Linked DNA regions of Triticum aestivum: region 1 is linked to region 2. A link is a contact called in public Hi-C data. All regions are on one chromosome and are shown on one strand. Each heading gives the region's core, a stretch centred on a gene start, on an enhancer-like site or on the middle of the called end of the contact. The rest is flanking DNA. Distances are from core to core; before and after follow the strand shown. Region 1 holds the start of LOC123071202 (cytochrome P450 704C1). Region 2 holds the start of LOC123071201.

The links. Hi-C and Micro-C count contacts between places; a contact is called where the count stands out from the background.
Region 1: a contact with region 2 is called in a Hi-C map of leaf, with 5 times the contacts expected there. The contact joins the promoter of LOC123071202 here to the promoter of LOC123071201 in region 2. A contact is called at or near these places in 2 of 5 Hi-C or Micro-C datasets (leaf and an unstated tissue).

Annotation. Positions count from the first base shown.
Region 1 is chr3B:601,509,782-601,516,197 of IWGSC CS RefSeq v2.1, forward strand. It overlaps LOC123071202 (cytochrome P450 704C1), which reads left to right and starts at 2,981. Exons shown (of 5, transcript XM_044494715.1): 1 at 2,981-3,376; 2 at 3,493-3,708; 3 at 3,796-4,074; 4 at 4,147-4,476. The coding sequence starts at 3,065.
Region 2 is chr3B:601,249,316-601,255,649 of IWGSC CS RefSeq v2.1, forward strand. LOC123071201 reads right to left here and starts at 2,692. Exons shown (of 8, transcript XM_044494714.1): 1 at 2,335-2,692; 2 at 234-378; 3 at 8-158. The coding sequence starts at 2,511.

The DNA.
Region 1 (6,416 bases), core at 1,731-4,230, 260 kb after region 2:
AGTATTTCCCTCAGTTAAGAACGAAGGTTGTCAATCCAATAGGAGAACCACGCAACACCTTGTTAGTAGTATCTGCACACAAAATAACAAATACTTGCACCCAACGCGAACAAAGGGTTATCAATCTCTTGACGATTACTTGCAAGATTAAATTTTGTAGTGATAGATAAATAAATAGATAGATAAAAATACAAAATAAAATAAATAAAGGAAAACTGGCAAGAAGGTATTTTTGGATTTTTAATATATGATAAAAGTAGATCCGGTGGATATAGTTTTCACTGGAGACTTCACTCTTAAAAATAGCATACGGGTGGGTAAACAAATTACTGTTGGGCAATTGATAAAAAGCAAATAATTATGACGATATCCAAGGCAATGATCATGTATATAGGCATCACGTCCGAGACAATAGACCGACTCCTACGTGCATCTTCTACTATTACTCCATACATCGACCGCTATCCAGCATGCATCTAGAGTATTAAATTCATAAAGAACGGAGTAACGTCTTAAGCAAGATGACATGATGTAGACAAAGTAAACGCATGCATGAATAAACCTAATATTTTTATCCTTAATGGCAACGATATAAATACGTGTCATTTCCCATTCTATCACTTGGATTGATCATCGTAAGATCGAACCCATCACAAAGCACCTCTCCCATTACAAGAAAAAAATCAATCTAGTTGGCCAAACCAAATCAATAAATCGGAGAGAAATACAAAGCTATAATAATCATGCATAAAAGAGTTCAGAGAAGACTCAAATAATATTCATGGACAATATAATCATAAACTCATAATTCATCGGATCCGAACAAACACACCGCAAAAAGTGATTACATCGAATAGAACTCCAAGAACATCGAGGAGAACATTGTATTGAAAATCAAAGAGAAAGAGATGAAGTCATCTAGCTACTAGCTATGAACCCGTAGGCCTGTGCTAAACTATTCACACATCATCGAAAGGGCGGCAAGATTGATGTAGAGCCCTTCCATGATTGATTTCCCCTCCAACGGAGGCCTTCAAATGGGATCTCACGAGAATAGGAACTTGTGCCGCGGAAAAAGTACTTTGGGTGGCTCTCGTATGTCAGGGAATATTTGAGAGTTTATAGAGGCGGAATTAGGTTAAGAGGTGCCACGAGGGGCCCACAAGCCTGAAGTTTTCTCTCCGATTGGATTATGTTTGATATTGATTTCCTGAGAAGCCAAAAGCAAGCAAAAAACAACAACTGGCCTGGGCACTAGGTTAATAAGTTCGTCCCAAAAAATGATATATAATTGCATATAAAAACATCCAAGGTTGATACTATAATATATAGTATAGAACAATCAAAAATTATGGATACGTTGGAGACGTATCAGCGCATTGCACCAACTATGGGTCCCACATATAACTAGCGTTCGTCAATTTCCCAACATCGCCACTGCGGTTTTAGAAATGCCGTACCAAATATCCAACCCCACCACTATTTCGAAAACAGAGTGGTGCGTTGATTGAAACTGGCGCACCACACTAGCCATTTTCCTACTTGTGAGTGGCTAGGGTACATGATAGTTGAAAGTCATTTTGCGCTGTTGCCTTAGGTCCCTGTACATCAGAGACCATCCATTTTTTCTGAGTTTGGTAAGAATGTATGGCCCACCTAGATGTATAACACTAGTATTTTTCTTATATCTTTCTTTTTAGTCTAATCAATGTTAGTTTGATGGCCCTAAAGTACACCTTTTGTCAGAGAACCTACGCATGCAGGTCTCTCCACTCACTCTATCCATAGAACAAATTCATAGACTTTATTTTCTCTTACACAATTTAAATCAACCATATCTTTTAAACTATAGACTTGTATTTCAAACTTTTTATATATTTGGACTCCTGGCGTCAAGAACTTCAGAACTAAACCAATTTTGAATATATTTCAAACACATTTAAATTTCGACATTTCACATCTCATAAGTGAAATAAACCCATTTCATTAGGAAAAAACTGAAACAAACCTATTTCACTAGAAATACGTGAAAATAACATTTTTCATAGGAAACTATTTAACCCAAATATGAAACTGAAATGTCAACTTGTGAAGCTAATTATTTGGAAATGTGTGATATTTTATTTCAGAAGAGTAAAATATGTTATTTTTAAAATGTGCAACTGAAATAGATATTATTTTTCTGAAACAAGCCAGTGAAACGTGAAAAAAATGCACCTTCTGGAAGTGAAAAAAAATGTTAAACTAAAATCTCGACTTGTGAAAATGAAAATTTTGAAATGTGGTTTACTTCAAAAGAGTGAAATGTGATTTTCAATAAAATTGAAATAGATGTGATTTTCATCAAACAAACTAGTGAAAAGGGAAATGTAGGTTCTGAAAATGAAAAACAATATGAACTGAAATATCAACTTGTGAAACTGGTTTATTTTTCTTGAAATGTGTGATAGTTTGTTTTAAAAATGTGAACTAATGTTTAGAAAAATGTGCAATTGAAATATATGTGTTATTTGTGAAACAAGGTCGTGGAAAGTGAAATGTAGGTTCTAAAGGTGAAAAATAATATGAAACCGAAATGTCAACTTGTGAAATCTGTTATTTCGAAATGTGGAGTGGTTTATTTTAAAATAGTGAAATATGTTCTCTAAAAATGTTCAATTGAAATATATATGATTTTTCTGATACATGCATGCTACCACCAAGCATGAAATCGACTGTACCATCTGACATGCACAGAGTGTATTGCGGTGTATCTCATCTGAAAAATGATTCACGTGTTATACACTATTCTAACGCACGAATCTTGAGCATTCAATGAATGACCCGGGATCTGCCGCTCTCAGCCGGTAAGGCGCAATTTTCCATTTTGCACGGCATATATAGGGATTGAAAGAAACAAGAGAGGAAAGCGAATTAAGAAGAAAAGGACGACACGAAGAGATAACGTGGCCCATGGTGGACCGTAAGGAATCGTTTGCCATAGTTCCGGCCGGCCGAATCACTCACACGCAACAGCTCGGCTCAGCTCACAAGTCACAACACACACGCGACCAAGTGAGTGGCTATGGCGACGGGAATGCCAGAGTGCTCCCCGGCCTTGGTGCTGGCTGCCGGCCTCGCAGTGCTAGCCATCTGCTGGTACCTTGCCGCCTTTGTTGTCGGCCGCGGCGCCGCTGGAGCGCAGCGGTACCCGCCTGTGGCCGGAACGGTGTTCCACCAGGTATACCACCTCCGGCGGCTGCACGACTACTACACGGACCTGTTCCGCGAGCACGCGACCTTCCGACTGCTCGCGCCGGGACGGAGGCAGATTTACACCTCCGACACGGCGGTGGTCGAGCACATCCTCAGGACCAACTTCGCCAACTACGGCAAGGTACGCGATGCAAGGTAGTACAGTAACTAATTTGGATGAAGAGAGTGATCAATACCTCAGGATATCCGCTGACATACATATATGCGTGTGATGTTTCTGAACGAACACAACCAAAGGGCGCGTCTAACTACGACAAGACGAGCGATCTCTTCGGAGACGGCATCTTCACGGCGGACGGCGACAAGTGGAGGCAGCACAGGAAGATCGCCAGCTACGACTTCTCCACGAGGGCCCTCCGGGACTTCAGCGGCGGCGTCTTCAACAGGGACGCCGCCAAGCTCGCGCACATCGTCTCCGGCAACGCGGCCGCGAAGCAACCCGTGGACTTTCAGGTCAACCTGAACCTGCCTCTGGTTAATTCCTTCCAGGACCATCCCGCGAAGCCGATACGTGTATATTTGACTGGTTTCTTGGATCAGGACTTGCTGATGAAAGCGACGATGGACTCCATCTTCACCATCGCCGTCGGCGTGGACCTCGACACGCTGTCGGGGTCGGACGAGGGGAGCCGCTTCGCCGCGGCGCTAGACGACGCCAGCGAGTTCACCCTGCTCCGTTTCGTCAATGCGTTCTGGAAGGTGTCGAGATTCCTCAACGTCGGCGCCGAGGCGGCGCTCAGGCGCAGGATCGAGGTCGTCGACGAGTTCATGTACAAGCGCATCCGTGGCAGGGCGGACGAGATATCGGACGGCGGCAAGGCACACGACACTGCTAATATGTTACGCTTGAAACTGAAGCTCAGGTTCTTCTTGACGTTGATGACTTGACAGGTGGCGAAGGATGACCTGCTGTCGAGATTCATACAGGCAACCACCGGCGACGCCGGAGAGGTGGACTACAAGCACCTGAGAGACATGATACTGAACATTATCATGGCCGGCAAGGACACGACCGCCGGAGCGCTTGCCTGGTTCCCGTACATGATGTGCAAGCACCCGGAGGTCCAGGAGAAGATAAGCGAGGAGGCTGCCGTCGCCGGCCAGGCCACGTCGTCCATCGACGACTTCTCCAGGAGCCTCAACGACGAGGCGCTCAACAAGATGCACTACCTGCACGCCGCCTTGACGGAGACGCTTCGGCTGTACCCTTCGCTCCCGCTGGTGAGTCCATCCATCTACCACGAATCGACACACTCTAAACTTGTTGGGATTCCATGGAAGATTACAACTGCAGATTTTATTTTATTTTTGAAAAGAAGGCAAAAGATTTACCGTTCATTAACTAAGTACTTGGAAGAAAATTGTAGTTAATTAATACTTCTATTTTGGGATGGAGGGAGTGAAAAATAGTCTTGCTAAATCTTAGTCGACTGGGACTTGGTTATGCCTTAATCGATGCTATACTCGTAAGATCTTACATTGAGGTCCATATAAAAGTTTCTTTTTTTTTCTTTCTTACATGTTATGTCGTTGTTAATGAGACAAGTTTCAGTTGACTGAGACCTAGTCACGCCCAACGAAAAATCCATCCAGAATGTGCCCAAAGTTGATACCCGTAAAGGCAAAGAGTGTTAGAGCATCTCCAGCCGCGCCCCAACAGGCCCCTCCAGGCCACTTTTTCAGCGCCGGCGCCAAAAAAACGGCCCAGTCGCGCCCGCAGGACGACAAAAAGCGCCGGTTCGGCCCTTTTTTCCGCCCGGCGGCCGCAGGCCGAACCCGGCGCGCTGGGGGCGCTTGGGGGCTCCGGCGCAAGGGAAAAGCGCGGCTGGCCCACGCCGTCAGGTGAAAAGTCAAGGTTTTCTTCCCCGACCGCCTCCCACCCCCTGCGCTCTCGGCCGCAAGTAGGTATATCCCGGCTCCGTCCCCGCGCCGCCCCGCCGCTCTTCACCGGTAGATAGTCATTCCCCGCCGGAAAAAAAGCATAGGTTCGCCGCGACAGCCCCTCCGGCACCAGCTGGGCGTTTCCGGCCGCCCTTTCCGACCGCGGAGGGGCAGTTTAGCGGCGGGTGCATGCCCACCGCGCGCAAGGTGTTCGGCGATTTGCCTGCCTCGGCGATGGACTCGGATGACGAGGAAGTGCTCGCCACACTGCTGGAGGAGGAAGCCGAGGCCGACGTCCAGGAAGAAGAGCATCTCATGGTGCTCGCCGCCCTCGCCCAGCTGCTGGCGAGCAATGAAAAGTCGCGGCGAGGTGGCTCGGCGCCGGGGCGGGTGAAAGCAAAGAACCGGCATCGTCTCGAAGGCTACTGCATTCTCTACTCCGACTACTTCGCCGATGCTCCACTTCACGGCGACAGAACATTTCGGCGCCGTTATCGGATGAACAGAAAGCTTTTCCTCAGGATTGTGAATTCCATCCGAGAGTTCGACAACTACTTCAAATGCAAGATGGATTGCACCGGCAAACTTGGATTCACCTCCATCCAGAAATGCACGACAGCGATGAGGATGCTTGCATACGGAGCTCCCGGTGACTCACAGGACGACTATGGGTGCATGGCCGAGTCCACCAGCATAGAGTGTTTTTACAAGTTCTTTCGGGCAGTGATGGCAGTGTTTGGACCGCAATACTTGAGAACACCCAATGCGAAAGACACTGCTCGGATCCTAGCACAGAATGCAGCAAGAGGATTTCCTGGGATGCTTGGAAGCATCGACTGCATGCATTGAAAATGGAAGAATTGCCCATTTGCTTGGCAAGGGATTTACAAAGGCGCCAAAGGCGGTTGCAGTGTGGTACTTGAGGCGGTGGCCACACAGGACCTCTGGATTTGGCACTCCTTCTTTGGTATGCCAGGAACTCACAATGACATCAACGTGCTGCAGTGCTCTCCTGTCTTTGCCAAGCTTGTTGAAGGTCATTCTCCTCCGATGAACTTCGAGATCAATTGGCGGCGCTACAACAAGGGGTACTATCTAGCTAATGGCATCTATCCGAGATGGTCGACATTTGTCAAAACCATCAAAAACCTTGTGCCTGGAGGCAAGAATGCCTGGTTTGCAAAGATTCAGGAGGCTTGCAGGAAGGATATCGAGCGGGCATTTGGTGTGCTCCAATCTCGATTTGCTGTTGTCCGGTGCCCCGCTCATACCTGGTCGAA
Region 2 (6,334 bases), core at 1,442-3,941:
AACTCACTCGATTCGAGTTGTCCTGCATCTTAAAGCACTGAAATTTTCAGAACCATAAACTGATACGGTTATAAGCGAGTCATTGTTCTTGTTATAAAACAAACTACGGATGACTTCATCTGGACTTCCATTCAGAAAGCAAATCCGCTGGTTTTTCACTGGAAACAAAGAGAATATAAGAATAGTTGTTTGAACCAGGACCAGTCATTAACAAAAGCTCAAAAGAGGCGTACCTCTACTGAATGCAGCACATACTCCCAGCTGTGATAAAGCAAAGATAATATCACGGGCTCCAACTATCTCAATAATTTCAGACCGCTTCCTCAAGTAAGGTAGTAGCGAACTGTTCTCCTTAGGATCATATGTATCAAATTCTTCCTACAAATAAGAATGAGAAAAACAAAACAAATCAAGAATCCTAGATAGCATGTGGTATGTCACTGGCAGATTCACACTATCAGGCAACTCAACACTGGCAGAGCATTAAGCGCCAAAAACTGAGTGAGTGAACGGTAGCAAACTTCACTGGTCAAGGTTTAATCTCAAAATAGAGTGAGTGGGCAGACTAACTGAATCAGCCATTGAAATGTAGCTTGTGAAACCTATTCATGACTTCCATGTTCTCATAGTTACCTGAAATGTTATCCTTTTTCCAAGACTGGGAAATTGAAATGCCAAAGCGAGGCCTCATGGCCCAAGTTCAAATTTTTTTCATCAAATTATAAGATGCCCTCCTATACAGACCAAATTATCCCAGTGATGGCCCTCCAAGGCATCGACACATTGGAATACAACACCAGGAAGCAATCCTTCCTCCTATTAGTGTCATCCAATACACTGCTATTGATGTGATTCCAGGATGCACCCTAACAGCTCAGTCAGACAGTTACTTCACCAAAAGTGAAGCTGGCGCACAAGTAAAAGGCTGTACAAACAAGCAGTTCTTGCACAGAAAAAAAAAACTAATTTTCTCCTGTTAACTGTTAAGCATGACCGAAGGCCACAGTTCCTCCTCGCCTAGCACTCATACATCACATCGCCTAGGCCCATGGGCGGAGACAAGCCCCAGGCAGCCCGGGCGGCTGCCTGGGGCGTGAGGCCCATCTCGCTCGTACATGTAGCGAAGGCGGCCTGGGGCGTGAGGCCGATCTCGTTCGCTGCCTGCCTCAGCTCTCTGCCTGTGTCCCCTGAAAAAAGAAGCTGCCTGAACCAACCGGCTGCCCGCCGCCCGTTCCCCCGACTTGGACGAACCCTAGGCGTCAGGTGGCTGTGTGACCTGCGTCCTTGCCCACCGGCGAGCCCGCTGCCGCCGCCTGCCGGCTGCCGTCGTGCCTACCCAGCCGACGAGCCCTGTCCCTTCGATCCCCTTTTGGGGCATCAGTTTGCGCCGCTGCGGCGCTGCGGGCTGCTGCCCTGTCCGACGAGGCAGCGACCCCGGCGAGGCGGCAGGCTGCCCGGCGTCCGGCGAGACGCAGCACAGAGCAGACAACAGAGCAAGAGCAAAGATATCCCTTCCTAGTTCTCTTCGATGTATTGCTCTGTTCGGTGGAGGCATGGAGCTCTGTTCTGAACTTCTGATGTATAGCTTTTAGCAACAGCAGAAAGGGCATTCTCAACAATGAGCATTATCAAGACTAGATTGAGAAACAAAATGTGTGATGATTGGATGTCTCATAGAATGGAATGTTACATTGAGCGAGATGTATTTTTTAGTATTGAAGAATCAAAGATCATTTAGCGACTTCAAGGTTATCGCAATCGCAGATGCCTTTCGCCTTGTCCTAGCCGTAAGCTTTCACATTTTACATCTGTTATTAACTATTTTTATCTGCTATAATATGCATTGATTTGCATTTCAAAATTTATCATTGAAGGTTTAGCTTCTTCTGCTATTGATGATGTAGTCATGGGATGCTCAGATCAACCAATCCTTTGATTTGGTATCAATTTTATATCAATCTTTTATATCATCTCTATGCTCTACATATTGTCTTTTGATTTATCTTGCTTTATTAGTTGACCCATCAAGGAACAAATGCTGCCATTGAATATTATGTTTGGTTTTCTTATTAGTTATGCAACATAGATTGACTTTCATATGCCTTGAAACTGGGGTTTTTTGGTAGTTTTTTGCCCTTAGTTTCTCGCCTGGGGCGTCGGCCAATCCTGGCTCCGCCACTGCCTAGGCCCCCTGGTTCCAACCCCTCCGGCAATCAGAAAAAAGCAAAGATCTTTAAGCAACTCCCTCCTAAACCCTAAACCACCACCAACCCATGCCAGGCACTGCCAATGACGCCCACAATTGACGAGGAGACACCCGGGGAAAAGGCGGACCTGGAGCTGGATGTTGCGGAACCGCTCCCGCGTGGTGCTGGCGGCGAAGGTGCGCTCGGGGAATGCGGCAATCTCCCGGCGCTGCAGCTTCCGCGCGCTGTTGGAGGACGCATCCGGCCTCGGCCGCTTCTTGGCGGTCACCCTCCGCACGCCGGAAGGCCGAGGCCTCGCCTCCATCTCGATTCACCCTCCGCCACCCCCGATTCGCCCTCCTCGCCGCCAACGAGGGGTCGCGTCACGCCGAGGCGCCGGTGGGCATCTCGCCGGAGGGGAGGGGGGCAGGGGGTTAGGGTTGAGGCGAGCCGGAGCTGGACGCCCTCGCGGTATCACTGAATGGGTATCCTGGAATCCGAGGTAATTCGGGGGCTTTCCTATAAAAGTCGCCTGTAATGAGGGCCTCCGCTCCGTGGAAGGGGGTGTCGGGCGGGGGTGGCCTGGGCCGTGCCGTGTCCATCCAACGGTGGAAAACGCGTACACGTAGTTGAGTCGCTGATCCGCCTTCCCGGTTGGAGCCGTGTGTGGCGCCGTGTGTTGCGCCTAGGGCGTACAATCAAACTGCCGAACAGAGGCCACATCGTGCACGGAAAATGCCAATGGCGCCCAAGCTCCCCGAGCTCCAGGAGCTCGGTATTTTTTTTAAAAAGTGATATATTAAAGTTTTTAAAAAATTCCACGGAAAGATATCGCACGAACAACATGTTTTTTTTAGCCAACATGTGAAAAAGCATTTGATTTTTTTGTGTTTTGTAGGCTGTAAAAAAACAAAATTCCGGCCCAACAACAAAAAAATGCCCATCTTAGAAATACGTACCCCTAAAAATACTTAGAAATACGTTTTTGGCTTTTTTCTGTATGCCACATGTGAAAGTATATGGTTATGAATTTTCGCACATACGTAATACACATGTGTATGATTGTTCATAAATAAATTCAAAAAAAATATGAACCAGCTATGTTTGGATGGTTAGGAGGACAATGGTATCCCGGCCCACTAGGGTTCAAATCTTGATGCTCGCATTTCAGAATTTCCGGCGATGCGCGTTCAGTGGGAGAAGACATTCTCGTCGACTACGAGACGCATGTGGTGGGATAAATATATGCGCGCATATATGAACGCTTGCACGTCTGTACCGTGTTCTAAAAAATTCACATTGTAGAAATTTGGTTTTTCAAAACGAGCTCCCTAGAGCTCGACCTCCAAAAACCCTCACCTCCATCATATGCTGCTAGTTGATTTGCTAAACCTTCTCCTTGCCAAGGGCCAAAGAAGGTGTCGACACAAGCATAATGTATCAGTGCTCCAGTCGTGTCGGCGACAATTCATCCCTAAAGGCATCCAATGCACTCCTTCACACGTCCAACACATCCGCGAATACAGATACGAAAGTAGTCCATCCATGCTATCCACCAAACATTCACCCCTATTTTTTAAGTCGGCAAACTAAAGTTGAGTATATAATTCTTCGAGCAAAGAAAATATTCAAATACAACACTGGTTCAAATTTAAATATTATAATTCAAACATTAAGTTTTCAAATAAAATAGTCAAACTTGAATTCAGCTTATGTTCCAGTTGTATATTTTAACCGCCCACAGATGCTCAATCAGATCATTCTTAAACTGATCATGAATTGCTCGATACCGAATCTGTTGATGCATTTGGACAAACTCCTCAGGCAGATGGATTCTGAGCCCGTTTGTGAGAATTCAGACACACGGACACGTCACAGACGTTGAAGGCACCGTGTTAGATGGCAAAAACATCTGGACGAGGCGGTTCGGATGTTTGCGGACGCTATAGGGCACGACGATGGAGATGCTCTAAGGAGGAATTGGGCAATGGAAATTGCTTTTATAAAATGTTGTTCACTTTGCTTTTCAATTGTATGCTACATTCAAAAGTTTGAAATATGAAATATAACATATGGTTATCATACTCGAAGATGGTACGTATGTGGCCAGAAGAGTGAACGACGCCATCTCAGACATGGACGGAGCTTCGTTGGGGCCGACCTGGACCGTGGACCGGCTAGGATTTTGGCCAGCTTTTTAATGCATATGGTTTGTAGCCAGTCAACACTAAGCAGGCATCATCACCCCCTTTCACGATCGATCCAAATCCATCCATTAGGGTACATGGAGGCATAGTACCTGGTAATCATGGGCTCCTGGCCAACGTCCCCCTTCAATTGTGATGAGATGCGACTGCTTCTGCTCATCTAGGTGTAGCAGCAGCTAGGCACACATCAAGGAGCAGCAGCCGCTAACGACATCTTGTCAGATCCCGAATCAAACAACTGGGAGGGTGTAAGACTTGCGAACCCACTGTATGGGCACATGCCAGACCGCCAGAGGTTTAGCGGGCAGGCATGAGTAGCACCACAGTGGGAAGCGGCCAACCAACGGCCTGGGCAACGAGCAATCGAGCATAGAATCTCCAGCTGTTTGCAATTGTGAGTCTCGACATATCTCTACTCCTGATGGAGCACTTGGTAGCCTGATACGGTTTATTTTCGTTCGGTTTTTTGTCCCACCTCCCACCACCCCATATCTCACTGGTTTTTTCTTTCTCCCATTAAAAAACCAAATCTCATTAAGAGAATCTTGTTTCGTACTTGTTTTGGCAGACTCTGATTCAATTCAATCCCGTAAATTATAAGTAATTAAGTATTCAGAAATCACATCATATATGTGAGATCACTTTCCTAAAGGACACACATAAGATTTTTCTCGACAATCTACCAAAATAGAATAAGATATTCCTCCATAACAAATCGCTAATCCCGTGCACTATACCATTTATTATCACCATTATATTTATTATTAATTGACAATCACAAGTTTTCTAATATAATAAATAATAATATATCTTTTTTCTTATGAGTGTATGTATCCGCGCATCCCTGCGGAGGGACGTCGTACGCGACACCATGGCTGGACCTAACACTAACATGTTGCTTGAGAATGCCAGGGCGTGGATCACAGTGTTGAGGATGGCCGTGACGGAAGGCCGGTCATCAGACCGCCACGTACATATGTTCGTGGACGAGGTCATATTATATTTCTTGTCAGTTTTACAAACAGCAAGACATACTACATTCTCAAATCAAGTGTGTCCATTCAAATGTCAAAAAAATCATGAATGAAATGTGTCATACAATACTCGGTCGTCGTCGTCGTTCGTAGCAGCCATTGATGCGAAAATATATTGAAAATCAAGCATTGAATCAATATGTAGATCAAATCATTAATGCAATTAATTAAATAGACATTTAATTACGTATGCATTCATTAGGCCCATTTAAACAAGATTTTTTTACACCAAATCAATTTGGAAATCGAGTCATAAATGCAATTAATTAATTAAATATAATTATTTATGCCTACAAATAATTAGAAGTAGGAATTTTTTCCCACTTAGGCCTCCTTTGGTTTGTAGGGATCTTATAGGAATTTTATAGGGTAGGATTTTCAAAGGAAAAATTCCTATCAAGCCTTTTGGTTTGTAAGAATGGATTCCTAATTTTATGTAGGATAGGAACCAACCTTCACATTTCAAAGGAAAAAAAATAGCCTAGATTCAATGGAAGAATTCCTATGCTATGTATCAAATGACATGTTTTTCTTTATAGGAATTGAGATGCATGCCATCTCATTTCCTATGATTTTCCAATTCCTATGAAATTCCTATCCTATGAACCAAAGGAGCCCTTAGTCCGATAACTAATTGATATGGTTGATAGTTAATTTGGCATGCAGAGAATTCGGTATGTCATTAATTATTTGTGTACTTAATTAATTATGCAAGCGGTTAATCATGCCAAATTATTTTGAAAGCGCTCGTGGGCAAGGACAATCAACACACTCTCAGCGACATGGTCGAGCACCGCTTGCCAACATAGCAACGACATATTTTAGTGAATTTTTCGAAATTTCAAATATATGAATGGGGTCCGAAATATTTTTAATCCAGAAACTTCGAAGTGGGTTCAAACTAGTT